Regions from separate parts of the Mus musculus genome. Here regions 1, 3, 4 and 5 are each linked to region 2. A link is a contact called in public Hi-C and promoter capture Hi-C data. All regions are on one chromosome and are shown on one strand. Each heading gives the region's core, a stretch centred on a gene start, on an enhancer-like site or on the middle of the called end of the contact. The rest is flanking DNA. Distances are from core to core; before and after follow the strand shown. Region 1 has its middle 64 kb from the start of Gm41483. Region 2 holds the start of App (amyloid beta (A4) precursor protein). Region 3 overlaps App (amyloid beta (A4) precursor protein). Region 4 has its middle 110 kb from the start of Gm41483. Region 5 overlaps App (amyloid beta (A4) precursor protein).

The links. Promoter capture Hi-C pulls out the DNA fragments that hold promoters and counts their contacts. A called contact is a pair of places that touch in the nucleus more often than the background predicts.
Region 1: a contact with region 2 is called in a Hi-C map of the N1E-115 cell line, with 16 times the contacts expected there. The contact joins the enhancer-like site here to the promoter of App in region 2. A contact is called at or near these places in 1 of 39 promoter capture datasets (liver), 4 of 484 Hi-C or Micro-C datasets (the AML12 cell line, the N1E-115 cell line, cerebral cortex and 1 more) and 5 of 115 datasets of contacts at active chromatin or transcription factors (embryonic hindbrain, embryonic midbrain, embryonic stem cells and 2 more).
Region 3: a promoter capture Hi-C map of liver shows a contact between it and region 2. The contact joins the enhancer-like site here to the promoter of App in region 2. A contact is called at or near these places in 8 of 39 promoter capture datasets (the 3T3-L1 cell line, cranial neural crest, liver and 5 more), 8 of 484 Hi-C or Micro-C datasets (bone marrow-derived macrophages, brain, cerebral cortex and 4 more), 15 of 115 datasets of contacts at active chromatin or transcription factors (bone marrow-derived macrophages, craniofacial prominence, embryonic forebrain and 11 more) and 3 of 9 other capture datasets (adipose tissue, liver and pancreatic islet).
Region 4: a contact with region 2 is called in a Hi-C map of cortical glia, with 2.9 times the contacts expected there. The contact joins the enhancer-like site here to the promoter of App in region 2. A contact is called at or near these places in 6 of 39 promoter capture datasets (the 3T3-L1 cell line, 3T3-L1-derived adipocytes, hippocampal neurons and 1 more), 16 of 484 Hi-C or Micro-C datasets (the AtT-20 cell line, the C2C12 cell line, the HL-1 cell line and 12 more), 7 of 115 datasets of contacts at active chromatin or transcription factors (bone marrow-derived macrophages, cardiomyocytes, embryonic stem cells and 3 more) and 2 of 9 other capture datasets (adipose tissue and pancreatic islet).
Region 5: a promoter capture Hi-C map of liver shows a contact between it and region 2. The contact joins the enhancer-like site here to the promoter of App in region 2. A contact is called at or near these places in 12 of 39 promoter capture datasets (the C10 cell line, the SN4741 cell line, cranial neural crest and 8 more), 1 of 15 datasets of contacts at CTCF or cohesin (CD8 T cells), 11 of 484 Hi-C or Micro-C datasets (CD4 T cells, bone marrow-derived macrophages, cerebral cortex and 6 more), 20 of 115 datasets of contacts at active chromatin or transcription factors (the NIH/3T3 cell line, bone marrow-derived macrophages, a colorectal cancer cell line and 15 more) and 3 of 9 other capture datasets (adipose tissue, liver and pancreatic islet).

The regions. Positions count from the first base shown.
Region 1 is chr16:85,385,113-85,390,222 of GRCm38.p6, reverse strand. No RefSeq gene overlaps it. Among named protein-coding and RNA genes, the nearest start is that of Gm41483, 64 kb to the right of the region's middle. Within about 2 kb of position 3,237, at least 2 of the 459 cell types and tissues checked have an H3K27ac peak or open chromatin away from gene starts, as enhancers often do. A contact at or near this core is called in the N1E-115 cell line, where this site is marked.
Region 2 is chr16:85,171,608-85,177,263 of GRCm38.p6, reverse strand. It overlaps App (amyloid beta (A4) precursor protein), which reads left to right and starts at 3,557. Exons shown (of 18, transcript NM_001198823.1): 1 at 3,557-3,762. The coding sequence starts at 3,706.
Region 3 is chr16:85,018,581-85,024,238 of GRCm38.p6, reverse strand. All of the region lies in intron 11 of App (amyloid beta (A4) precursor protein), which reads left to right. Among named protein-coding and RNA genes, the nearest start is that of Gm10791, 49 kb to the right of the region's middle. Within about 2 kb of position 2,833, at least 12 of the 459 cell types and tissues checked have an H3K27ac peak or open chromatin away from gene starts, as enhancers often do. A contact at or near this core is called in liver, where this site is marked.
Region 4 is chr16:85,427,433-85,432,280 of GRCm38.p6, reverse strand. No RefSeq gene overlaps it. Among named protein-coding and RNA genes, the nearest start is that of Gm41483, 110 kb to the right of the region's middle. Within about 2 kb of position 3,155, at least 14 of the 459 cell types and tissues checked have an H3K27ac peak or open chromatin away from gene starts, as enhancers often do. A contact at or near this core is called in cortical glia, where this site is marked.
Region 5 is chr16:84,997,507-85,002,991 of GRCm38.p6, reverse strand. All of the region lies in intron 13 of App (amyloid beta (A4) precursor protein), which reads left to right. Among named protein-coding and RNA genes, the nearest start is that of Gm10791, 28 kb to the right of the region's middle. Within about 2 kb of position 2,446, at least 29 of the 459 cell types and tissues checked have an H3K27ac peak or open chromatin away from gene starts, as enhancers often do. A contact at or near this core is called in adipose tissue, liver, microglia and 1 more, where this site is marked.

The sequences.
Region 1 (5,110 bases), core at 1,988-4,487, 210 kb before region 2:
ACTAAACATTAGAAATAAGACTGGGGCAGAGGATGGGGACTGGAGTGACACAGGCATCACAAAGGAGAGCCATAGGTAAAGGAAGTGGATCACCTATAAAGAGGGAGCTTTCGAGCTGGAGGCAGGTGCTGGAAGAACCACGTCTGGTGACTGACGATGTCCGGGAAAGAGAAAGCTGTGTGTAGAAATGACAAATAAGGGAATTAATTATTGCTCACCATGTCAGACAGACATTCTCCACCAGATTATGAGGTTTGAAGAGATTACACTGAAAGGAATAAATGCCCTTTATTATCTGAGCTTCCAGAAGGAAGGATCTGCTTGGATTCAGATTAGAAATGAGACCAAAAGAAGAATGGATATGGAAAATTAATGTTGGCAGAAACTAATTCTGTTCCACAGGAAGCTTTATATTCGAGTTAAAATAATAGGGCTCTGTAATGTAACTACCAACACAGAGAGATATCTAGTGCATATGTGCTTGTGTATAATCCCCATATTTGTATAGGTAAATTATATGCATAAATACTAAATAGCATTAACTACCTATATATACACATATAATATAAATGTATGCATACATGGAGTGAATATTACATATATAACATGATCTGCCAAATATTTGTAAAAAAGGATTATGGAGAGGATTAGAGGTTAAGATCACACAGTTGTCGTTTGGGAGGGAAGAATTGCCAAGCCTTGAGACCATTGTAAATGTCAATCCTAGAACACTTTCTCTCAACCACTTCCCTCCCTGATGCTTAGTATTCATCTTTGTTCTGTGTGGTTTTCTACTGTAAGCCCATAGCTCCATTCACATCCATCACGTGATTCTCATTTGAGCGATCTTTCCCCATACAAACCTTCAATGGAAGTATGGAAAATCGTGTTTTCAAACTCTAAAAGAAAGGATCATGTTTTTCAAAATGGAAGATCCAAATATGAGTTAATTCTTAGACATTTTATGGAAAAAAATCAAATGCAAAAACAAGCTAGCCAGGTCGTGGTGATGTGGCAAGCATGCGTTTAATCCCAGCACTCAGAAGGCAGAGGCATGTGGATCTCTGTGAGTTCAATGATAGCCTGGTCTACAGAGAGTTCCAGGACAGTCAGGGCTACACAAAGAAATCCTGTCTCAAAAAAGGAGGAGGAGGAGAAGGAGAGAAGGAAGGAAAGAAGGAAGGAAGGAAGGAAGGAAGGAAGGAAGGAAGGAAGGAAGGAAGGAAGGAAGGAAGGAAGGAAGGAAGGAAGGAAAGAGTGTGTGTGTGTCTGTCTGTCTGTCTGTCTGCCTGCCTGTCTGTTCACACATGCAAGAGCACACAGGTATTGTGGAGACCTCAGGCACTGGATCCTCCTAGAAGTTGTTTATGATGATCCAGTAGGGCTGCTGGGAATGGAAACTTAGTCCTTTGTAAGAGCAGTTCATGCCCTTAACCAGTGAGCCAGGTCTCTAGCTCTCAAATGTGATTTTTAAAATGATGCAAGATTAGCAATTTTTGTAACATGGTAATGCATATCTATAAGCCCAGAACTCACACATACAGAAGAATCAAGGTCACTGTGGTCTACATAGTAAATCAGGAACTCATCTGAGTTCTACTGTAAGTCTCTGTCTCAGAAAACAACACCAATAGAAATAATTGATCATCAAAACTGACATAGAGAATGCAAAACTTGGAATGGAACCATAGGCATGGTAAAAAACATGTTCATCTCATCCATATGTAAACTGAAGCCCCAAGAAGCCAGTGGCCACAGAAATAGGTCTACAGAGCTGGAAAAAGACCCAGTATTAGCCACACCCAATTACCTTAGCTATTTAGAAGGAGTGTAGATTCAAGGCATGCTTGAACTACAGAGTGAGTTCAAGTCTGGGAAACGTCTTGAGAGCCCATCTAGAAATAAAAAGAATAAAGGAAAGTAGGGATGAAGCTCAATGTCAGAGTACTTGCTCAGCACGCACAAGGTTCGAGATTCAATCTCTACTGCAAGGTTCTAGTTTTCATCTCTAGTGCAGACAAAGAAACGTGTAATTAACTAATTCCTGAATCTCGACAGCACACATATCTACTTTTGTGAATGAAGCTGCACAATTCAGTGAAAGTTAAGATGGCATGCTAAATTATAACTGGCAAAAATTTATGTCCTAAAGTTTATGTCCTTACTATCCATGTGACCTGTGGGTGATTACTGCCAGAAATTACTGTTCATTGTCAGTTCACCAAACATGGCAAACTGTAATGGCAGTCTCGGGCAGAGGGAATGAAGTTTGAAGGTGCCCTGTTCTTTCTTCTCCCATCACCTCCCATCAGAGCCCAACACCTCCTCATCGGAGAAGACAGGAGAAAGATCGAGGCTGATTAGACAAGAGTGAACAAGGATGTGCTTCCCGGATATTAAATGCAGAGATGCAGAAACCATTTTAAAAGGAAAAAATTTTTCATAAAATATGCAAACAGAGATGCTAACGAAACCTTGAAGGGTTTCGCTGAAGTCTCGGCAGATTCATTTCTGACATGCCCTTCCTGTACATGGGACAGTCCTCAGAGAGAAAGATGCCCAGTGACTGCAAAGGAGTCTGAAATATTGAGGATGGGGACTCTTGTTCTTGGTGGGTAGAGAAAGAACTGTGCTAAGAAGAATCTGCAGGAAAATAGGAGGAAAGAATAAATCAGGGACCTGGCTGAAGGAGGCAGCAAGAGACCAAGGCTTGAATCCATAAAGAGACTGCATCATACCAAGCAAAGTCTTGATCATCAATAGCCCTGAAAGGCAGAAAGATCACGCATGGGTAACCAGCTTGGTTCTGTATTCTTTTTCCAATGGGGGGGTGGGGGGGCCTTACTTACTCTGGAAAACCAGTGACTATGACTCATTTCTTTGAATCCAAACCATGTGAGTAAATTGACAAATGACGCTCAAGAAAAAAAGGGTGTTTGCCCAGAGGACCAGAAACAATGGCCCTTCTCTCTTTCAATACATTAACCTTCAGGGAAGAAAAGTGGCTTTAAGGACAGAGGAAGCCGCCACTTCCCAAGCATTAAAAAGATTAAGGGAAATCGTATTGGACTGGAGCAGAGAGGAAATTATTCGCCTGTCTCAGAGAGGACATTTCTGTTGTTATTACTTCTATAAACCATCCTCACCCTCAGCTCCAAATCCAGCTGGGCTGATGGGATTTGTTGAGGCAATATATCAAATTAGGCCTGTTGGGGGAACTCCAGAGAGAAGCCTGGAGCCAAGGAGTGCCCTGAAATTTATCTAAATGACAAGATAGTTAGAACAGCACAACCCCTTGCTTGCCAGACACTGTAAACACCAAAGCCCCAAAAGTCCTAATTAAAAGAAGGCCAATGTCTTTAGCTCCGGGGAAGATGGCCAGAGTTACCCGAGGAGCTACCTAAAATCCCTTCAACCAGGCATGAACTTGGGTGAGAATTAAAGGAAATATCTCTTTCTGAGAAAAATCAAAAGCAACATTAGGAGAAAATTAGAATCTAAAATCATGCACACTGCTCCATCCAATCTGTCAGAAATGATCAACATTACAGAAACATTGAAAAACAAGTCAATTGTTTAAATGGTTTTAAGGAGAGAAGATGTGGGAAGCTATTCAGGGGCTGAACTTTGGTTAAAAAGCTCTGAGCATCCAAGGAGCCCTCTGTCCCCTATGCTGCTAGGCATTTATTAACCCAAATGTGGTAAGGCATGAAGGATGTTGAGCAAAGCCACAAGACACATTCAAACACTCCGCATGGAAAGCACACTTGCTTATGAATACATACACTCTTGGTGATCCATAGAGCACTTGGCTTTTTCACACAGAGCAGCAAACCCTTCTTTCCTCCTGACTCTCACCAGTCACTCCTGTCACATTTCTTAAATGCCAGATCTAGGACAGAGTTCTACGGAGAGTGTTGAGTTAGCAGACGGGCATGGGGTTCAGCACAAGAGATGGAATGGAAAGAAACAAGAAGACACTGGTTAAACAGAAGAGTCAGTTAGCTCCTGGGGATCTCTGAAGTAAGACTGTCCCTGCAGAGCAGATGTGAGCACAGCCAAAATGACCAGGATCGGACATGTCCACTGATTGGAATTCACCATAGCTCAGGAGGATCCTGAAGGGGCTGACAGCTGAGGATGGACAACAACTGCATCCCAACAGCAGGGACAACAAATCCTCCCTCCCAAGTGAGATCTGGGCTGCACAACATGCCAGCTCCCACATGCCTTATCTGCTCTTCCTAGATATGCAAGACAAACGTAGATGGAGTTTGAACTCTCTGATCTTTTTCAATACAGATTCATAGTAAAGAAAGAAAAATTGCTGAGCACGAAGGGAAAAAAAAAAACCCAGTTGATTCCAAGAACCAGGAAGAATTAACAACAGCTTCTGCATCTTCAATCATGAAAAGAAAATGGAAAAAATTCTTCTGTTTTAAAAATAAACTTTTCCCAGGACAGCATGAGGGCCCAGTGGAGAAAGGTGTTTGCTGTGAAGCTTGACAATTTAAGTTCACTTCCCGGGGCTTTGTAGTGGAAGAAGAACTGCCTCTCAAAAATACTTCATTGGCCTCATACATGCACTCTGCTACACCCATACACACTCATACAATAAATAAATGTGAAAGAAAATGCACTCCTTTTTTTTTGTCCCGAGAAATGCTTATGTTTCAATCCACAGTTCTTTATTGAGAGCCTCTTGTGTGCTCAGAATTATACTAGCTGAGGCTGTGGGAGATCAGAGAAATATTTAAAACCACCTCCGACTTAGAGCACATTGTGATGTAGACCCAAGAGGAAACAGGACATGCATGCATAGAATATCTGCTTACTGTATTGCATTCTCCCAGGAGATTGGCACAGTCAGGTAAAGCGAAGCGACAATGGAAACTCAGTTCTAAGCCTGGCTTCTGAATTCGATGTCTTAAGTTGGTTCCATTAATGATGTGGGTTTGGACAAGGCACCCAGGTGTCTGAGGATAAATTTCCATAGCGTAACATTGGATCTACCATATGTACTTACATTTGTATTATGAAAATTAAATCCAACGGCTGTGTGAAGCATGGAGAAGAGTGCAAATGTTTGCTTCCCCCCCCCCCCCGACTC
Region 2 (5,656 bases), core at 2,308-4,807:
GTGGAAGGAGAGACCAGACCACTGAAGTTGCCCCATGACCTCCCCATATGAGCCATAGACTGTGCTTGCTTGTGCTCTCTCGCACACAGTACATACACTCTCTAATTGGTTAAGAGCACTTCCTGCTCTTATAGAAGACCTAAAGGGTTCCTAAGGCAGCTCACAACAGTCTACAATCCTAACTCTTGGGAATACGACTCCCTTTTGTGACCTTAGTGAGCACACTCACACTTGTGGGCACACAGAGGGGGGTGGGGAGGGAGAGAGGGAGAGAGGAGAGAGGAGAGAGGAGAGAGGAGAGAGGAGAGAGGGAGAGAGGGAAAAGAGCAGGAATGGAATAAAAGAAAAACAAACTTTTAGGAAATTTTAAATAGAAAACAGGAAAGCTCTTTCTGGCACAATGCCAAGTTGACCGTTTCCTCTGAGCACGCCCTGCTCAGGAATGTGAATGGGATGAACTTCAGCCGTGTGAAGTGAGACTGCTCATGCTAAGGATTTCTGTTTCTGTGGGTTATCATTTATCACTGGGTTTTTTAAATAGGCCTACTCAAAAGAAGACACTTACCCTCCTCTTTTTAAAAATAATTCCTGCCTCTTTCCCCTGGCACATATTGGGTGGGGGGGGGGGGGCTCACTCTGCTCTATGTTCAGAAACGCTCAATATAATGCCCCACTGTCACGATCTATAAACGTTTAATCTTGGACAAAAGGTCTCGAGCTTTCATTTCCCGTAAGATCTTTCGAGATCTGGAACTGGATCTGTTCTCCTGGGTGTTCAGGTTCCTTCCTTGTTCCTACAGACAGGAGATCATGATGATAGGTAAGTGTATTGGGGAAGGAGTGTGATATTCAAGGTATGAAATAACCAGTCCCCCTATGGTTAAGCTGTAGTTAAGCTCTAAGACTGTTTTCCTGGCCTGTGAATGGGGGTTGGGGGTAGTAGTAATGACTTCCTTGGATTTGTGTGTATGTGTGTGTGTTCTGTTATGTGTGTGTCTGTAAGTATACGTGTGCCTATGTATATGTCTGTGTATATATGTGTATGTCTGTAAGAGTATGTGTGTCTGTGTGTGCATGTGTATGTATCTGTAAGTATATGTGTGTCTGAAGTGTGCATATGTGTGTGTGTGTTATAGGTGTATGTGTGTGTATGTCTGTGTATGTGTGTGTGTTTAAGTGTACGTGTGTCTGAAGTACAGATATGTGTATCTGTGTATATGTGTGTGTGTGTAAGAGTAAGTGTGTCTGTGTGTATGTCTGTCTGTGTGTATGTCTGTTTGTATGTATGTCGGTAAATATATGTATATATGTGTATGTATGTAAGAGTAAGTGTGTCTGTGTGTATGTCTGTCTGTGTGTATGTCTGTTTGTATGTATGTCAGTAAATATATGTATATATGTGTATGTATGTATGTATGTATATGTCTGTGTGTGTAAATGTAGTGTGTTTGAAGTATAGATATGTGTGTGTATGTGTAAGAGTATGCTTGTCTGTATGTCTGTATGTATATATGTGTGTATGTCTGTGTGTGTATGTGTATATGTGTATGTGTGCATGTATGTACATGCCTATGTGTGTGTGTGCGCGCGCATGTGCATGCTTGTTGTAAGTCATCCTTAGGTGATGCTCTGGATGCTGAAGCTTTCCACTTTTTTTTTTTTTTTTTTGGAGATAGGATCTCTTTCCTGGCTTACCTTACCCAAGAGTCTGTCTGTCTCTCTCTCCCTCCTAAGCAGGTGCTAGCATGGCTGACATTTTTATGTGGCTTCCAGGGGTGGAACTCAGGTCCTCGTGTTTAGATAGTAAGTACTTTATTGACTGAGCTACCTCCCTATCCTTTCCTTGGCTTCTGTAGGAAATGAATGCCATATGTAATCAAAGCAAACGTTACTTAGCAAATATTTGTTGTTATTTGTTGAGGACCTTCAGAGGACAGACATTCAGGACAAATACAAAAAGGTATCTGTAGAGTTGGGCAGGTGGTATGTAGGCATGTTGATAGATGAGTGCTGACTTCTCAGAAAGGAAGAGGTGGAGACCTATCCTCCCACCACACTTACAGGGGATTGGATTCCTTGCTGTGGGAAAGAAAGAGCGGGCCTTCTAGGTTGCTTTCTATTGCAGAGTTATAAAAAAATCACGATCCTAAGCAACTCGAGGACAGGGCTTATTAGCCTCACGCGTTCTGATCACAGTCTAACGCGAAGGGAACTCAGAGCAGGAACACAGGGCAGGAACCTGAAGCAGGAACTGGGCAGTGGCAGAAACTGCTTGTTGTTTTTTTCCCTCCTGGCTTCTTCAGCCTGCTTCCTTACACAAGCCAGGACCACCTGCTCAGGGCTGGTCTCCCACATCAACTAATAAGAAAGAATATGCCCCACAGGTTTGCCTGCATGTCAGTCTAATGGAGGCATGTCTCTCAATTTAGGTTCCCCCTTCCCAGATGACCAGAGCTCATGTCAAGTTATTAAAAAATTAAGCAGCAAACACATCAGGTAAAGGAAAAGGCTGTGGCCTCAGAAGCCAGGAATGCATTTGGTATTACCTTCATCTCCTTCCACTAGCCTAGGGAGAGCCAAAAGCTTGGCGTCTGAAGCCACATTAGGTCGGGAGGGTGGTGGTAGTGGGAGCATGTCTGGATGGGTCTAATGTAATTTTAACACTGGGAAGTTTGTGTTTAATCTAGGAGAAAATGGTTTTACGGAGGTTCATTTCACTGGATAAGGGCAGATCCAAAAAAAAAAAAAAAAAAAAAAATCGAGAGCAGAGTTCCAGGAAGAAGTCCTGGGTGATGGAGGTGGAGGAAAAAGAGCCATCACTCGGTATCTTTTCTGGCCTAACTTTGATCTCTTCCCCATCTTAGATTTTTACCTCCCTGCCTCCTTCAATCCCAGATGCCGGTCCCCTTCTCTGAAATTATCCACGTCAAGCAAATATGCAATGATAATACATTTAAAAACCCACTTCCCATCTCCAAACACGGAGAAAAATGGGTCATTCTGCATCCTGTGCCCTTCTCTGGTACATTCTAAAGACAAAAATTCCAGATTGCAGTGGCGTGAAGGGTGACCTCCTACCAAAAGAAAAAGAAAATAGAAAAAAAAAAAATCCTGTTTCTTTTGCTAATGTTCTCGGCCTCGCTCCACCTCTCCAAATAGAGAGAACGAACTGCGGATAAAAATGCACGCATCGCAGCCTTAGCTCCTCAACCACATTTGGGAGAGGCCTGCGGGGTCGGGTGACTCAAGCTCGCGCGGGGACGAGCCGAGAGCGCTCCCGACTTCCCTGGAACCTTAACGTCCTACGGTTCACCTTCTCCCGATTGCGGGGTCCTCTCCCTGACCCAGATCACTCCCCAACTTGGTTCCCAGACCCCATCGGGAGCGCGGCTCCCCTTAGCCCAAGACGCCGCACCTGTGGGCTCTGGGTCGCCTCCCGCTGCGCTCGGGCGCAGCTCCCCGAGGCTCCGCTAGGGGTCTCTGTCGGGTGGCGAGCCGGGTGGGCGGGATCAGCTGACTCTGCCGGCTGCGAGCCCCGCCGCCTCGCTCCAGCTCTGTCAGTTTCCTCGGCGGCGGGAGGCGAGAGCACCGGGAGCAGAGCGAGCGCGGGGCCACCGGAGACGGCGGCGGCGGCGCGGACACAGCCAGGGCGCGGCGGATCTTCCACTCGCACACGGAGCACTCGGTGGCCCACGCAGGATCACGATGCTGCCCAGCTTGGCACTGCTCCTGCTGGCCGCCTGGACGGTTCGGGCTCTGGAGGTGGGTGCCGCGCCTTGGGAACGAGACTGGGGAGGCGGGCGCCGGGAGGACGCGATCCTCCCCACCGAGGAGCTTGAATCTCGAGACGTGGGGGGCTGTCACGGGTAGACCGCTCCTCGCCGCCCCCGCCTGCGGGCGCCCTGCGCTTCGGCGGCTCTGGCCCAACCCTGCCCGGGGACGCGCTGCCCGAGCGATGAAGAGGGAATGGGTTAGGGCGCTGGGGTCCCCATATCCGTGCCAGCCTAGGGCTGGAAGGCGAGGGGACGAGCCTGAACGCAGACCCTGACTCCTCCCTGCGTTGAGAGCTGGACTCCGGGATGCGAGAGACACCCAGTTCGAGGGGGAAGGGACACGTGTGGAAAACCGAAAGCGTAGCGTCTCAGGATTCAGTGCCCTGCGAGGAAATCGCCGCCCTTCCCCTTCCTTGGGGTCCTGGGTTGGAATGGGGGCAGCTCTGGATGCTGGGGAGCGCCTGGCTCACACTCCCTTCCCACCCCCGCCTGTCTTGACTGCGAAGCTGGGCTTTGCTCCTGGCGGCCGCGGGCGGCGGCTGCCTGCGCAGCGACCCTCTCCCGAGTCGGTGCGGGGTCGCGCACCGCCGCCTTCCTTTTGCAAACTTTGTGCATTTTCGTGTCTCCCTTTTGTGTAAGTTCCAAGTGATGGGAGGGATCGGAAAGTGCGGCCACCCGGCACCGTCCCTCAACCTGGACGTCCAGGACTCTTCAGTGCACCTCCAGTTTCTCCCTGAGTCTGAGAAGGTCCCCGGGAACAAAAGCCGCGACACCCCGCCCTCGCCGTCCAGGGCGCGGTGGCGGAGCCCTGGTAGTTGGTGCGCCACCGCCGTTCCTTTCCCCGAGCTGCGCGTCTGCCCCCGAGGGCCTAGAGGTGCTGCTAGGGCCCCGCGGTCTCCCACCCCCGCATCACCACCACCTACTGGCAATCCTGTGAGGGACTGCAAAGTCCTGAGAGAGAGAGAGAGAGAGAGAGAGAGAGAGAGAGAGAGAGAGAGAGAGAGAGAGAGAGAGAGAGCGAGCCGGGAGTGAGGCGTGCGTCTGGGAAGGGCAGTGCCTGGTGGTGGGGAGGCTGAGGCTCCAGGGCATCAAAGGAGGCGTTTGTCTGATTAAGGTGCGGCCTCCTATGGGGCAGATTTGGGAACTCTAGCTTAGTCACCCTGGGGGGGACACAGGATGCTGGGGAGGGTCCTCAGGGTTCCTTTTTTTTTTAAAAAAAAAAAAAAAGGGGTGCAGATAAAAGGATTGAATAGGGTGAAGATTAAGACGGAGAAGATGGCGCCTCTGCAGTGCAGCAAAGAAAAGCTGTGTGGAGGCTGCAGCCTGTGAAATCCACCCACCACTAGGTGTATAACAAGTCTTCCCCATTCATCCAACTCTCCAGCATGCAGCACAAGGCTTGTTTTCCTTTTTATCCAGAGATGCCTGGAAGTTGTTTGCGTGGCAGCTGGTTTTATTTCTCTTCATTTGTACCCTCTTCACCATCTAAGCATTTGCTAATAGCCCTTCCTCGTCGTCCTCCTCTTTCCCCTCTACCTCATAGGAATTTTCCCAAAAAGCAATTTCCGGGCGAGTGTTTTCCTGCAATTTTGTGGGGATTGGCTAGGCTATCACACTAGTATGAGTTTTTATTTATTTAATTTTTTTTAGCTCTTAATTTACAAGGTCATTGAACTTTTAGCCCCTCTGAATTTTTTTTTTTTTTTTAACCCACAAGTGGCTTCAGAATCTGTAAGTCACCTCAGACTGGTTAAAACAGGTCTTCGAAGAGTCTTAAGAATTTAGTGTTCCATTTTTTTTTTTCAAAGCCATTTAATCAAGGGAATTCTGATTTCTCTGACGACCTAAGAATTTAATTGTATAGTCATTCGGTTTTTCTAATT
Region 3 (5,658 bases), core at 1,584-4,083, 150 kb after region 2:
TGCTAGAGGTTTTTCTCTTTTCACAGTAGCTATTTTATCCATGTAAAACGATGGAATTCCATCTGTCCTTAGTCTCTTATGACCATCCCTTCATCTCATACTTAAGATTATGTTTGATATTTTCGTGCATAAATTTTTATTGGCTATCATAAACTATGAAATGTTGTTGGTGCTAGGTACTTTTGTATAACTATGAATATATTCAGACTTTGATTTGAAATCTAGCTAGTTTTCCTAGAAGCAGCTTCACCCTTTCGCATTTTGCTCTTTTTAGATATGTTAGGTGGAGTGACTCTTCTTGTAACTTGTTATTTCCATTTTCAAATCAGGATCCTTAATAGTCTACCATGAACTCTGAGTTTCAAATTGGATTGACAAGAACCAGGCAGTCATGTGTCTGTGGGACTTCAGGCACTATTACCTCTAATCTTCTGGGTACCTTTTACCTCTAGCCTCTGTTTCTTATACCAGCAGGCACTGAATAGTCCTCAGCTACAGTCAGTTAGTAGGATAACCTGCAGATCTCTTATAGAGCACCTGTCCTGTAAAGTCTAGCCACCTGGGTTTCCAATGCTCTTTCCTTCTTGGGGTCCACTGCCTGAGAGCCCTACCTTGTACAGTCAGGGAAGCTCAGGGACCATGGTTGCTGACAGTTGTAGGACCTCACCTTGTGTATCTCCTCTTCCTCTCTGGTCCATGGTCCGTACTCTGCAGAAACTGTTCCTGTTATGTAGTCCATCTATTCCTTTTCTCTGGCAGGAGGGTGAAATTTTGGTCTTCTTAGCAGATCTTGACCAGAAGTGGAGATTTGTCCACATTATGTAAGGGAACCCAAACTCCACCCACCCACTTGTGCTGATTTCCCTCACCACACTGATAGTCCTTTCTCAGTTAAGGAGCTCCTGGCATTCCTCCGGGTATCGAGAGGACACTGGTTCTTTTGTACTGATGACATCACTGTGATCTCGGAGGATGGGGTGGCTGGTTCAGGGTGATACCAGTAGTCATGGACAGAGAAAGCTGAGAGTCAGTTGCCTGCTGCAGTGTCTCTTCTCTGGGTCACACTTCCTCCCTGAACAAACAGCTTCTGACAATAAGATGTCTATATTAGCATTTTGTTTTCTGTGAGCAATCTCTGTCTTTCCCAGGCAGTACTTAGTGAAATCCTGCTTATATCTCTTTGCAGATGACAAGGTTCTGGGTTACTCTTTCTTTAGAGAGCATGCTTTGGTGAGGAGAGTTGTGGGGGTCATTTGTCCAGGCAAGAGCTGCTAGGTAGATTTTTAAGCCGCAGGCCTGAGTCTTGGGGCACTGACTCCTGTGCATAAAGTTACCGACCTTGAGTTATTTAAATTTGGACTCAGCCACTGCAGATAGCTCTGTATTTTTGAAAGGTGTTAGAAAACTCTCTCTTCCCGATTGCCTTTGTGCAAATCTCTAAAAAGATATAAATCAAGAGTTTTCATTAAATCTTGTAATTCGATCTACAAACTGTGTTTGGATATGCTGCTTATAACAACCACAGAGCCATAACAGGTGATGAGAAATATGACTTAAATGTGCGCTGACTATTTGAACACAAAATTAAAAGTCAAAAGGTTTTTTTCTCTTTTAAAACAGTTTAATCTTATTCTAAATGTTTGCCAAGCTTCATAGACAGATCTTCCTCAAGACCAGTGAGAAATACGTGACCAGGGGCATATGTGTCCTAGTTTTAATTAATTCAAACAGAAAATTAAGGAATAAGCTTGGAAGCTTTCCTGTTTCTCAAAATGTATTCCTTAACATGTTCCCTCCAGAGAGGAGCTGCCCTCCGGCACTTCCTTCTGGGCACGTCTTCACGGGCAGCTGTCCGCACCTGCAGTGCTGGGATGCTCTGTGGACCATTCCTGGGGTGCTAATATCTGCTTTTTTCTTTTATCTTTGAAAGTGAAAAAATTACTATGAAATTACAAGTGTTTAGATACTTAAAAACATTTTATTGCACACAAATGAAAAGTGATTGTTACCAGAGTTTGCCCTAGAGAGCAGGGAGTTGGTAAGATGGCCTCTCTCTCTTTCTCTTTCTCTCTCTCTCTTTCTCTCTCTCTCTCTCTCGCTCTCTCTCTCTCTCTCTCTCTCTCTCTCTCTCTCTCTCTCTCTCTCTCACACACACACACACACACCACTCTTAAAACCATTTCCAGGGGTACATTTGCTTGTTTAAATTTAACATGCATTCTCATCGAGTAATAATAATAAGTGTCAGAATAAGAGTGACTTGAAATAAAATATAAAATATAATCAGTTCAGTTGCAGAGAAAGTTATGATAAGGAGAATTTGTAAGCTAACTAGTATGGAAATATAAAGTTTCTGATATGTAACTTTTTTCTTTTTTTAAATGATTTTGGCTGACTATTAATATTAGTGGTAGTAACCAAGCTGTGAGAATGATTAGTGGTGTGGATGAGGGGTCTGAGGGAAACATAATTGAGAAATTTAGGCCATTTTCGTCGTTTTTGTGATAACAGTGGTAGGCTAAGGAGACTTACTAAGAAGCTATAAGAGGTTACGTTTGTTCAGGGTATTTTTTTGGATGATTGTGATAATCAAGTTAATGGGAGAAGTATTAGTGATGGTAAAATAATTTTTAGCATTGTAGAAGGTTAGGGTTTTGTACATAGTCTGTTCCATACAAACTCATCAGTTATAACTGGATTCTAAGAAGTCTTACTTTAGTTTTATTATATAAGTGTTTTTAATTAAAAAGAAAAAAAAAACAGAAAAGAACTTTCCGTTGTTTCACAACAGTGTAGGCGTTGGAAAGGAGGGAATGTAGTTTAAGCAGCCTAGGTTCATTCAACCTTGGATTGTTGCTTCATTAGAGAGCGTTTGAAGAAAGAGCAGAGGATCTCAAATGCGAATATGCAAAATTAAAACAGATTGTTGTAAGTCACCCTGAAAAAAGTCAAGAATATGTCACAGGTGGCATTTGTTGGATGGCCAGACCTCTTGGCAAACCTTTCCCGGGGTCTGTGTTGCTTTAAAACATCTTTTGTTGACTAATTCATGCTTACTCTGTAGGCTCTGCCTTCTGGGTTGTGTTATTAAGCCTGTTTATCCCCGGAGAGCTTCGGTCTGTTTGGTTTGACAAAACAAGGCTTAAAGATGCAGAAGTCCATATCAGACCTGGCCTTTCAGTGCTGTGGGGTTGGAGGGGGTTAGCTCTGTCCCCAGTGTCTGTACAGCTAACATTTAGCTGAAGGCATGGGCTTCATCGCAGAGCTGTGGGCAAGGGCTAAATCTCAGTCTAAACCGAATGTCATTGACAAAGGTCGCTGGTTTGTGGGAGAGGACTGCAATCAGTCTGTTTTCCAAAGGTTCTGGTGTTATATAAAGACCTGTGTTTAATGGCCAAGATAGCCATTTAATCTGTAACTAGGGACAAGTTACTTAACAAAGGAATTCTTCCTCCCCAGTCTGCAAATCGGGGTTAAATTTTCAACATTGTTGAAACAGCAACTAGCGTGTTTCTAGCGTTGACTGGCCATAATTCAAAACCAGAAGGATTCACTGAAGGTTGAGACAGGACTGTAGAGAGTACAAAGATGTCTTCCTTCCCAAGGGGTCTGCGAGGTGGTATGGAACACATGGAGGCTTTGGTGACTGTCCAGTTGGGAAGGTTTGCTTCTTAGTTAAAGAGGAGCCAATGGGCGATGACGTATCGGAACTCCTTGCATGTGCGACATGTCTGCTCTAGCAGTGTGAACCCTGCACAAAAGACAGATTATGCAAAACCTTTCCATGTAACACATCATTATTATCTGAACAGAAAGAAGCCTCCAAGAATAATCTATTGCCATTTTCTCTACTCAGTGGAATTTGTGTTTGACCTACCTAGATAGTTTTCTAAAGAAAAAGATTATAGATACATTTTATATCAGGCTTTAAATTTTTTCACTCAATCACTAAACTTAACTGCAAAAGAAAACCTTATTTTCTAAAATTTGCAATGTAAGTTTCCCCAATCGGTTTTGATTTGTTTCCTTGGTTTATTTTTGTTTGCGTTCATGTTCCTGGGGTCTCCTTCTGGATTTCTTCTCCTGTGACATTGAGAATATGTATACAAGGTTGATGGCAAAATCGGGAATCAAACTCAGTAGGAGACAGCACAAGGTGTAGCTCTCTCAAGTGTGTCTTTAAACCACCACACAGTTGTTTCATACAGTTCATGTCATATGCTGAATACTTTTTGTACTCTAAGATTAAGACTGCAAAAATCTGTGGCCTTATAAAAACAGGAGAAAGTTACTTTTTTTCCTGCAGAGCTAAAGTTCAAGGTTTCAGAAGCCATTAGCATGCAATTTAATGTTTCAGAAAGGGTTTTTATACTATTTAAACAGGGACAGGTCATGGTTTCCTTCCATTTTGTGGACACCAGCCTGGTATCAACATGTTATAAAGACAATGGATAGATATCTTTTGGAATTAGTGAAATGAGCCTCATTAAGAGAAAAATTGGATATATCTGGACTCTGTTAGGTATTTTCTGGGACGATTGACCACTTCAAACACCTTCTTAAATGGATGGGGATACTGAGTAAATACACCAAGTGGGTTTGGAATTTCAGTGTGGTCTATGAACATTGGGAGACTGTTTTTCTCATCTGAGAGATATTCACTTGCATGAATAAGATACAAAGGATAGTTTACAGGCCAGAAACACTGCTGAAATTATACTTGGCTCTGAGTCACGCATCAGTTTAATTAACAGTAAATTATTAGCAGCTACATTGAGCCAGGAACTATGCTGGGAGGCAGGAATAGGCCATGCCTTTGTTCCTATCTCAGAATGTGTGCATTCTGCTTTGCCGTGAGTTCTTGTCTTCTGTGCTCTCATTGTGGACGTCATCTAATCCGTTTCCTTACTGCGTATCCCTCATCTTTCCAGAAATTAATTTTTAAATGCCTCTTTTAAAAGGCAGTGTGATCCCAAGGTGAAGGAGGTGACAATTGAAAGGGCCACATCAGCTGCAGAGAGAATGCAGTTACGGGACAAAGATGCACACAGAAACAATGAAGATGATAATAAGGGGGCTGGGTATAATTGGTCCCAATGGGGCAGATCTGTTTCTTTATTCTTAACCATGAGTTTTAGATCCCACCCATTGCCAGTATAACCAAATTGCAGTATTAATACTTAACTGAAATAAGAATTTCCAAGTAAAATACACATGAACACATACATGTACACACATACAGCACATACATTGCACACACAAACAATATGCACAAACACACATACATGTCTGTATATGTGTGTATATAGAGAGATGCATATAGATGTGTGTGTGTGTATAAATATGTGTGTATATATATATGTGTGTGTGTGTGTGTGTCACTAGTTAGAGAAAATTTCAAGACTTAATGTTAATGAATATTAAATTATTTATTATCAACATATTTATAATGAGCCACTGAATTTTTGCTTGTTCTGTGAACAATTCCATTTTGAATGTGAGTAACATCAGGCTAACAGTTATTAACAACAATTACTTTAAGGCAATTTACTTGTGAGCTCTCTATATAGACACAGTAGAGATACCAGGCATTCTTTTTTTCTACCATTCTTAAGTGGACATTTTTTCTTTTTTTTAATTAGAATTTACCAAATTCAT
Region 4 (4,848 bases), core at 1,906-4,405, 260 kb before region 2:
CAGATCCGGCCCCAAGCAGGGTCTTATTCTACCATAAGAGAGGGCCTTAGTCTGGCTACAGTCACATATTTCAAGGAATAACTCTTGGCCCAGTTTCTGAAAAACCATCACACATCAAGTTCAGGATCAAGCTGTGCTTCGCTTGGGCTCTGGCTTCTAAAAAGCCATAGAGAAAGGGATTTCAAAAATAGCCCTATCAGAAGGATTGCTGGAAAGTGAGGTAAAGGTTTTTCTTTGTTAGTGAATGTGATAAAAATAATTCAGTTCCCCCGACCCCATCACTTCTCGACATGAAACTCCAAAGGAGACTCTCAATCAGAAGTTAGCTCCCTTACCCAACTTCCAAGCTGTCTTATAAGATAGATGGGTGCCGTTCGACTGCCCAATAAACAGAAGTTAATTCTCTCCACACTTGACAACTTCCTATTGTGTGTTCAACTGAGGAAATTTCACTTGGGAAAACACTGATGTAATCACTGCCTAAAGGAACACGGTGGCAGAACTGTGCAGTCAAACTAAATCAATTCAAGAGTTCAGTTTGGTCTGTCTTCTTAATGTTGTGAAAACCAATTTCCTGTCAATAAATATGTGTCTAGACAAGGAGTAGAAGACAGACGCAGGCTGCATCTCTTAGAAGGACAAGACAGCTATGCCTGAAGAGTGCAAAAGCGCAGAGTGTGCTTCTTCACCTCTATGGTTCTATGAACTACAAGAAACAACAGGATAAACTTATGGGATGTGTTCATAAGTACTGTAGTTGCAATGTTGAATGTAATATGAAATCAACAGAGTTACAGATTACGATAAACTGTATTGTAAAACAGTCTACATCTACCACAATGGAGTTGTGTAAAACTACCTGGTATCCATATTGCACAAAACAGAAAAGAAAAGGTGAAAATTGATTTGGTTTTAGCATAAATTACATCATCTACATATAAAAGACAAGCATGTACAGGTGCTGTGTAAGCTCCCTAAGGAGGAAAGTAACCAGTAGGTCTCCCTAGCTGTGATACCTATGATCCACAACAATGGCCAGCATGATAAGACAACCCTAAGGTGCAACAGTGGCACTCATATTGTGGTAGTAACCAACAGCTGTCTAAATGGACTAAAGCATAATGCAGCAAAAGGGAAATCATGCACTGGACGCCGACTTGGTCTTGCAGAATAAGTAAAGTCATAGATCTTAGAGGAGGTTCTTGTACCACCTCCGTAATAAGCCAACGTAATTCCTTGTCATATTCTAAGTAGTTTCCTTATACCCAAAGATAAGTGTAACTCTCACCCCTCATCAAAGATGTGTTTATTTGCAATACACAGAGAAAATTACAGAAAACCACAACTGGCCAAAAATGCAGAAAACAATTGGCTAGGGTGCATTTAGCTCCAAAAGGTTCAACTCCTGTATCTAAGCTCAGGGAACATCGTGGAAGAGGGGCCAGAGAATGTGATTATGTTCCTCAGATACAGCAGGGAAGTGAAACTCAGGATAACTCCATAACATGGCTACCTAAAGAAAATCAAGAAAAAGGAAGACCAACATGTGGATACTTCATTCCTCCTTAGAATAGGGAACAAAATACCCATGGAAGGAGTTACAGAGACAAAGTTTGGAGCTAAGTCGAAAGGATGAACCATCCAGAGACTGCCCCACCCGGGAGTCCATCCCATAATCAGTCACCAAACCCAGACACTATTGCATATGCCAGTAAGATTTTGCTGAAAGGACCCTGACATAGCTGTCTCGTGTGAGGCTATGCCAGTGCACGGCAAATACAGAAGTGGATGCTCACAGTCATCTATTGAATGGAACACAGGGCCCCCAATGGAGGAGCTAGAGAAAGTACCCAAGGAGCTGAAGGGGTCTGTAACCCTATAGGTGGAACAACAATATTAACTAACCAGTACACCCAGAGCTCATGTCTCTAGCTGCATATGTAGCAGAAGATGACCTAGTCAGCCATCATTGGGAAGAGAGGCCCCTAGGTCTTGCAAACTTTATATGCCCCAGTACAGGGGAACACCAGGGCCAAGAAGTGGGAGTGGGTGCGTAGGGGAGCAGGGCGGAGGGGAGGGTGTATAGGGAACTTTCAGGATAGCATTTGAAATGTAAATAGAGAAAATATCCAATGATAAAAAAATGTGACTAAATACAAGACCATACTACCATGGTAGGTGCTAATATCATGGGGTCCCACCCTTAACCATATTACCACAAGCAACTAAGGAATGCTGGGGGCAGAAGAAACAGTATTCTCCAAGGAAGAGCCACCTAATTGGTTTTCCAATTCCAATCGGTCAGCCCTAAAGTCATATACATGCAAGTAAAATTAACTAAACTGAATGTGCTGTAATTATATACTTATACATGTAACAATAGTTATTGAAGAAAAAGAGGCCATGAATGTTACAAGGAACAATGGGGTACATGGAAGGAAGTTAGAGGGAGGAAAGAGATGGGAAAAATGGTGTACTTATATTTTACTTTCTCTCTCTCTCTCTCTCTCTCTCTCTCCCTCTCTCTCTAATGTCTATTGGAGGAAATGCATTTATTACTTCTTTTGAAAAACAATATTCTAGAGAAAACATTCATTGGCATTTTTAATTAAAAACCAGTAGATCATGGCATTTCTTACCTAAGTATTTTTTTATGTACTTTAAATGATTATTTTTATTTGGAGGGGTTTCAGATATTTGAAAAACAATGTGTAATAAATGGCAGAAACAGGAGTAGAGGGGTTTTTTTTCCCAATTTGAACAAAACAGAGTTTTCAGAATTCAAGTGCTTAATAATCTTCCAAATAAGAACACAGCCTGACATCTCCCAGCTCGGGAGCACGTTTGTCAGTGTCTGAATCTGCAGTGAGCATGAGCTGTTTGTCAATGAGCCAGTGAGGGGTCATGAGGACTGACTGACTCCAGGCACTGTCTGCTCTGAGGACGCCACTGTGACAAAGCTTTTGTCATCCTCTTAGCTGGAGCTGTTTTGACACTGTTAGCTTCTGTAGAGATTTCTCTCCAGATATTTTCCCACTGATTTTCAAAACAAGGCCTTCTAAAAAATGAACCTCTAACCAGATATGCTTTGTCATGTATTTGGTGATAAAGAACTCAGTCTTTTTAGGGGAGGGATAGCTTGCAGAACAGGAAAGCACCTGCCAAACCACACCAAGCACTAGCAGGCAGTCTGCTCAAAGCACTCAGCTGCGAATGGGCTAGGGCAATGAGTTTCTTTGGGGTTGCACAAGGTGGAGATGATGTAAATGATAATAATAATAATTTATATATATATATATATATATATATATATATATATATATATATATATATATATATGAAATTGTATTGAGGCACTGTCTTAGTTAGGATTTTACTGCTGTGAACAGACACCATGACCAAGGCAACTCTTATAAAGAAAACCTTTAATTGGGGCTGGCTTACAGGTTCAGAGGTTCAGTCCATTATCATCAAGGTGGGAACATGGCAGCATTCAGGCAGGCATGGTACAGGAGGAGCTGAGAGTTCTACATCTCCATTAGGCTGCTAGCAGAATACTGGCTTGCAGGCAACTAGGATAAGGGTCTTAAAGCCTACACCCACACTGACACACCTACCCCCAAAAGGCCACACCTACTTGAACAGGGCCACACCTTCTAATAGTGCCACTCATATACAACCAAGCATATACAAACCATCACATTCTACTCTTCATATGTCCAAACACATATGGGGGCCATACCTAGCCATAGACAATAAAAGAAGTACATTTAGTCCAATTTCCAAAGTTCCCATAGTCTATAGCAGTCCCAACAATGTTAAAAGCCCAAAGTTCAAGGTCTCTTCTGATATTTATCTGATCACTTATCTGTAATTCCCAAAGCATGACAGGAAACCAGCTGGACAAACTCCAAACTCTGCATCTCCATGTCTGATATCAAAGCAGTATTCAGATCTCCAACTCCTTTTTCATCTTTCTTGACTGCAACAAACTTCTACCACTGCTGTTCTTGGTGAGCATTTCCAGTACACTGGGGTCTTCTGCTGCATCTAGGCTTCACCAATAGGCTCTCATAGGCTCTCTTCATGGTGCCAAGCCTCAAATCCTTTACATGACCCCTCTAGTCCTGGGCCATCAACTACAAATGAGGGTGCATCTCCACCAATGACCTTCCATGGCCTCTCAGAGTGCCAAGCCTCAGCTGCTCTTCATGACCCCTTTATGTCTTCAAAACCAGTACCACCTGGGTGACTCTTATTTGTTACCAAGCACAGCTGCAGCAGGAGATATCTCTGCTTGGCTATCTCTAGAACACTACTTCTTTGTGCTCTCGGAAAACACTTCCCATGGTTCACCTTAATGACGCTGATCTCTTCTTAATCCCCATTAGTTTCTTAACTCTAGCCAACCAGCATCAATAGTGTCCCTTCTATTTTTCACTCTAAACCAGAGCCACATGGCCAAAATTGCTAAGTTCTGCTGTTTGGAGGAACTGGGATATGCCCTTCTTGTTCTGTTACATTATCACTAGCTTTCTGTTTTCCAACTCCTTCATGACCTAAGCTTGACTGTCCTGGATATTGCTCTGTTGATTGACCTTGAACTCAGAGATCTGCATGCCTGTCTCCTGGGATTAAAGGTATGTACCACCATGCCTGGATTTAAGCTTTCTTCACCTAGAACTTGCTTTGTCCCAGGCTGGCCTTGTATTCCGAGATATGCTTGGCTTTATCTGCTGGAATTAAAGGTGTGTACTACCATGCCTGGATCTAAATTTAGCTGGGTAGGATCTTGCCCTGAAATCCCATTTTCTTAATCTGTTATCTCCTAGAACACAGGATTCAGCT
Region 5 (5,485 bases), core at 1,197-3,696, 170 kb after region 2:
TGACCAACTTTTCCCCTCCATTCTACTCCATTTACAGTTGTTGCTGTAGGGCTGCCCTCTCCACCCCGCTGGTACTTAGATCCTGGGAATTCAAACTCCATTCACACTTCCAGAAAGCCTTGTGCACTGAACCATCTCCCCAGACTCCTGTTATAAAGTTTTAAATAAGGATTAATTAAACAACAGGATGCTACAGCAGGCCGTGAGAGGATTCTAGCTGAGGCCCACTGTGACAAGGCAAGTTCTTAAAATTAGTGGAATTCACGCTTTTGGCTTTCACGCTATTATTTTAGTAAAATTCCAAAGGTTTGGTAGTCCTCTTGTCAAGATGTGCTGTCTCTACTACCTCAGTAGCTTCTGTCCGTTTTCACACAGTCACTTACTTTGCAGTAAGGAGCATCTCTACCAGATGGGTGAGGCTTGAGGCAGCATCTCCCACCCCAAGCTGCTGATTCTCATGAAGATGCGGGGAGTCATTTTCCCAGCTCCCCAACTCTTATGTGCTGTAGTTTGAAACAAAACCTAAAGAGAAGCCCTAGCAAAAACTGAGTAGGGTGTGAAAGCAGACCACAGCGGTGGCAAGATGGTTTCCTGGCACGAAACACTGCAACAGATGTGTCCTGATTCCTTTTCTTTTCTACAGTCTTGGGAAAAACCAATGATTTTGGACGGTAACAAGGGCTGGTTACTCTATTTTTCACAAGCAGCTGCCTTCAAGGTTCTTTTTTTAAAAGGGAAAAAAAATGTAGAGATATTTGCCACCCAGAATATGGAAATGAAGCCAAATTAATTTTGAAGTGTGCTTCCACAAGGATTAACTGGAGATGAGATGAGCTTGTTTGCATGTGAGTCAGAGTTGGGAACGAATGTAATTTGCCTCTTGCTGTTCCTCTCAGAAACAAATTCTGCAATGTAGTCACTGAGGAAGCCTCATTATTCTTTATTAATAGCTCTTAGGTAGTGTGTCTTGTGCAGACACTGTTAGCTAGGAAATCATAAACAGGGAGGGTGTGTCAACAGGGCTGGAGGGATGGCTCAGCACATAATGCTCTTAGAGAGGTCCCAGGAGAGGTTCCCAGCACCCATGTTGGACTGCTTACAGCTTCTGTAACACCAGCTCCAGGCGATCTAATGCCCTCTTCTGGCCATCACAGCCATGCACACACAAGAACACACGTGAGTGCACTCACACACACACACACACACACACACACACACACATACACACACACAAGACTTAATATTCTTAATTCATGGGTCAACCTGTTGTGTTTTATGAGAGAGAGAGAAAGAGAGAGAGAGAGAGAGAGAGAGAGAGAGAGAGAGAGAAAGAGAGAGAGAGAGAGAGTTTGGTGGAGGCACAGTATGGTGTCTGTGGAAGGGGGTGGCTCTGTGGGCCCATGCTGAGGCATCCCTTCCCCCTGAGGTACCAGCCACAGAAAGGTATAGTATAGAATAACTTTATGTGCCTCAGTACAGGGGAACGCCAGGGCCAAGAAATGGGAGGGGGGAGGGTATGGGGGACTTTTGGGATAGCATTGGAAATGTAAATGAAGAAAATACCTAATTAAAAAAAAAGAATAGAGTTTATTTAGGGCATGGGGAGGGGAGTTGAGACAGAGAAAGGCAGAGAAATGGGGGAGGGAGGAGAGGGGAGGGGAGGGGAGCGGAGGGGAGGGGAGTGGAGGGAAGGCAGGCCATGAGCACATGGAGAGGTGGGGGGAGAGGGGCAAGAGGAATGGGGAGAGAGGGGTAAGAGGGTAAGGGAACAAGAGCAAGAGGAGAAGAGAAGAAAGTGAGGAGGGGACAAGCAGTCCCTTTCATAGTGAATCAGGCACACATGGCCATTACCAGGGAACTGTGGGGTGGGGCCTAGACGAAATGCCAACACAACCAATTAACCTATTCTATTATGAGCGCTGTCCAGAGAAACAGTATTTTGATATGTGTCAAGACACTATTCATTCAGGGTATGTTAGTATACACCAAAAACCTTATCACTTGGGAGACTGAAAGAGGAGCAACTTGAGTTCATGGCTGGCCTTGACTCTACCAGGAAATCCTATCTCCAAAAGACAAGGGATTAAAAACAAGCAAACAAATAAACAAGTAGTATTTGCAATGCCTTTGTTAGTGGGTAGAGTCCAGTTCATTTCAGCCACTGCTGATAGATGATGTATTAGCAAAGACAAAGAATTTACTAGCCATTTGGTGCACTGAACTCGTTGTTGCTGACTGGCATTTGTTCATAAAGGTGTTAGCTACATCTTTTGCTTGAAAAAAAGCACCTGGCCTCTATGAAATTACCCTATCTCTGCCTTTGCTTTTGGTCTGTGTAGCATTTAGATGTGTCTTCCCGTCCTGAGACAAGGCTGTGTCCCTAAGTCTGCAATGTCCCCTATTACACTGAACTCTGTACGGCTGCGTAAGTAGGCCAGTTGTGAAACCAGACACATCTTTGGCCTAAACAAGGGAAGCAAGCTGGGTAGAATTTCATTCTGGTACAAACACTAGCCTGAGCCCTTCTAGCCCTGGCACACCAGCTGTGTCTCCTCTTTCCGAGGTTGTAACCATAAGCGGAAGTTTTGCAGGTGCCTGGGTTCCTCTTGCAGCCTTGCCTCATTAAGAAGGAGCTTCCAAGTACAGTAGTGCAAAGTTAAGAGTGTAAACGAGAGTGTAGCACGTTGATAGGATCATGCTTACTTGCATTCTATAATGTTTTTATTTAGGAAACAGTGAAAGCAAACCAAGTTTCACATTCTGAAATAGTGGGTGTGGAGGCCTCTTTGTTTGGTTTGTTTTTTTAATGTGTGTGACTGTTTGCCTATGTGTGTGTGTGTGTGTGTGTCTATCACATGTATGCCTGATGCCTGAGGAGGCCAGAAGAGTGCCGAATCCTTTGGAACTGAGGTGATGGAGGGTTGTGAACTGCCAAATGTATGTTGAGAACTGAGCTCTGGTCCTCTTCAAGATCACTGAGTACTCAGGACCACCGAAGCTTCTCTCGGGCCCCATACATGTTTCCTAATGAAAGTCTGTGATTTAAAATTCAAAGTTAATTGTTAGCTTTAAATATAGCAACCTTCATTTCATAATTACTGAGTCTTAGGAAGCAACTGAGAGTTCTCAGATGATAGCCAATATCTTCTCTATAAAGGAAGGTTGCTACACATACTTGTCCTGTGATATAGGCATCCTGTGGCATGAAAATGAATCATTGTGTCATCTTTCTTTGTTACAATAAAACTTCCCTAGGAACTCTAGCCAAATGAAGTGCTTATTGCTAGAAGTTGTCAAAGATACCAATAAACAGTTCTCCAGAGTTTCTATTTGTGAAATGTAGTAGTTGCTAGTATAGTTTTAAGTGTAGTTTTCTAATAGTAAATATCTGTTGCCTAATACAAAGAAAGTTTAGTGTTGCCACTGAGGTAGATGAGTGACAGTTTTCAGACATTATTATTATCTGAAAATAATCTTTGATGATTTAGGTATATACATTTTACATTATATATATGCATATATATATACACACATGTATATAATGCATATGTATATATACATATATATGCACATATATACACATTATTATACTTTTATATGACTTTCAAAAAATAAGATGTAGGAAGGCTGGGTGTGACTTACTTACTTACATAGGAGAGTGCTTCATAGCCTGTATGAAGCCTAGGTTTCCTCCTCCCACATTGCACAAAACGTGGTATGATGGTGTAATACCTGCAATCTCAGCACACAGGTGATGAAGACAGACAAATCTAAGACCTTGGCTACTTAGTACAGCTAGGCATGAAACACTGTCTTTAAAAAAAATGTCTATCCATGTACATACACCGCTATCATTTGCCACTGTGAGTAACAAGAAGATCCAAGAACTAAGCAAGGATATTCAGCATCAGTGAATTGTTTGTTAAATACCTACAATACTCTGGGACTGTTAAAGATTCGGGGCACAGTCTTTCTTACTCAAATAACTTAGAATAATTTAGAATTTGCTTAGAGACCGCAGATCATCAGCCAAGACAAGGCTCTGTTCTCACCGAGGCAGTTGATGAAGGCTGATCTGATAGCACGAGGTGGTCTTGTCTAATAACCACCCTTCCTCCTAACCACCTCAAGAAGACTACTAAGCAAGAGGGAAGCTTGCTTTTCAACAGCTCAAGCCACGTTATTTTATAGGTTCAACTAAGGCCATACATCACATGTGGTCAATAATCTAAGGCCATACCTAACGCCTGGTCAATAGCCTGCAGACTAACCCGTTCCATTGGTCTTGATCCAACGGCACTCACTTAGTGATAATAGCAAATTCAAGGCTGAATCTGGGAATAATATGGGCAGCTTCAGCGTCCTTTCACTGAACGTGTTACGCACTGAAGAGTTGTCTCAACAGCTTTGCACACATACATCTCTGTTGATGTGTTAAACATTTTGTAGGACTTGGGGGCCATGCCACCTTTCTCCATTTGATCGGAACTCATATGCTGAAGTATGAGTCGCTGACAGTTCCGTGGACCATGATATCATAATTCCCCATGATGACTTCACCATTGATTCTCCGGGACCAGCCATGCAGGCTAGGGCTTTGCCAATGTTTATGGTCAGAGACTTCTGGCAAACAGCATGGAAGTGGTGTATTGTTGCTGGCCATTAAATCAGACCCATGAAGTGGCCTCCCCTGCCAGCAGAGCAGATCGCTTCTTGGTTTGTTTTTTTCCACTCAAATTTACAAAGAAAGGCTAACAGATAATTTAATGAAAAGCTCTGTATATGTTTTTGTTTCTATTATTGTTATCTTCATTTTGATCACAAACTTTTTTTTAGTCTCCCTAAGTCTTGCTTAATCCTCAAAAAAATCCTTGATAAGCAAAGTGTATGGCTTTTCCCGTCATTTATTACGGTATTACTTTATATGTTTTGGAAACAGGCCTGTGTATGCCAGGCTGCTCTCATTCGCAGTCCCCCTGGTTCAGCATCTCAGGTGCTAAGGAACATGGTAGTCGTCTTCCTTTCTTCTCTTGCTGAGTCTGACATTGCAGGCAAGCTGACGTCCTGCTCTCAGCCCTGGATACACTGGCATATGTTCTGCTTATGTCTACAGTGTTGACTTTTTCAGGTCGAATATGCATTTGTATCTCTTCACAAAAAAATATGCCCACAGCCAAGGGATGATTAATAGAAACAGTTCTCATCATGTGGCTTTGGACCGGCAACAGCAGCATCAATGAGAAATTGTTAGAAGTGTGCATTCCTTGGCCTCATTCCCAGCCTAATAATCCAGCTATGTGTGGAATAGATGTGTCAGCTTTTATCTCTGTGGCTAAATACCTAACATAAATAAACTTAAAAGACCAGCTTTATTTTATAATATATCTATATTTCAGAAGTCTGAGTCTATAGTCCATTGGCCCTATTGCTTTGGGTTTGTGGCAACTATATTATGGCCAGAAGAGCTTCTTAGTTTCCGGTGACC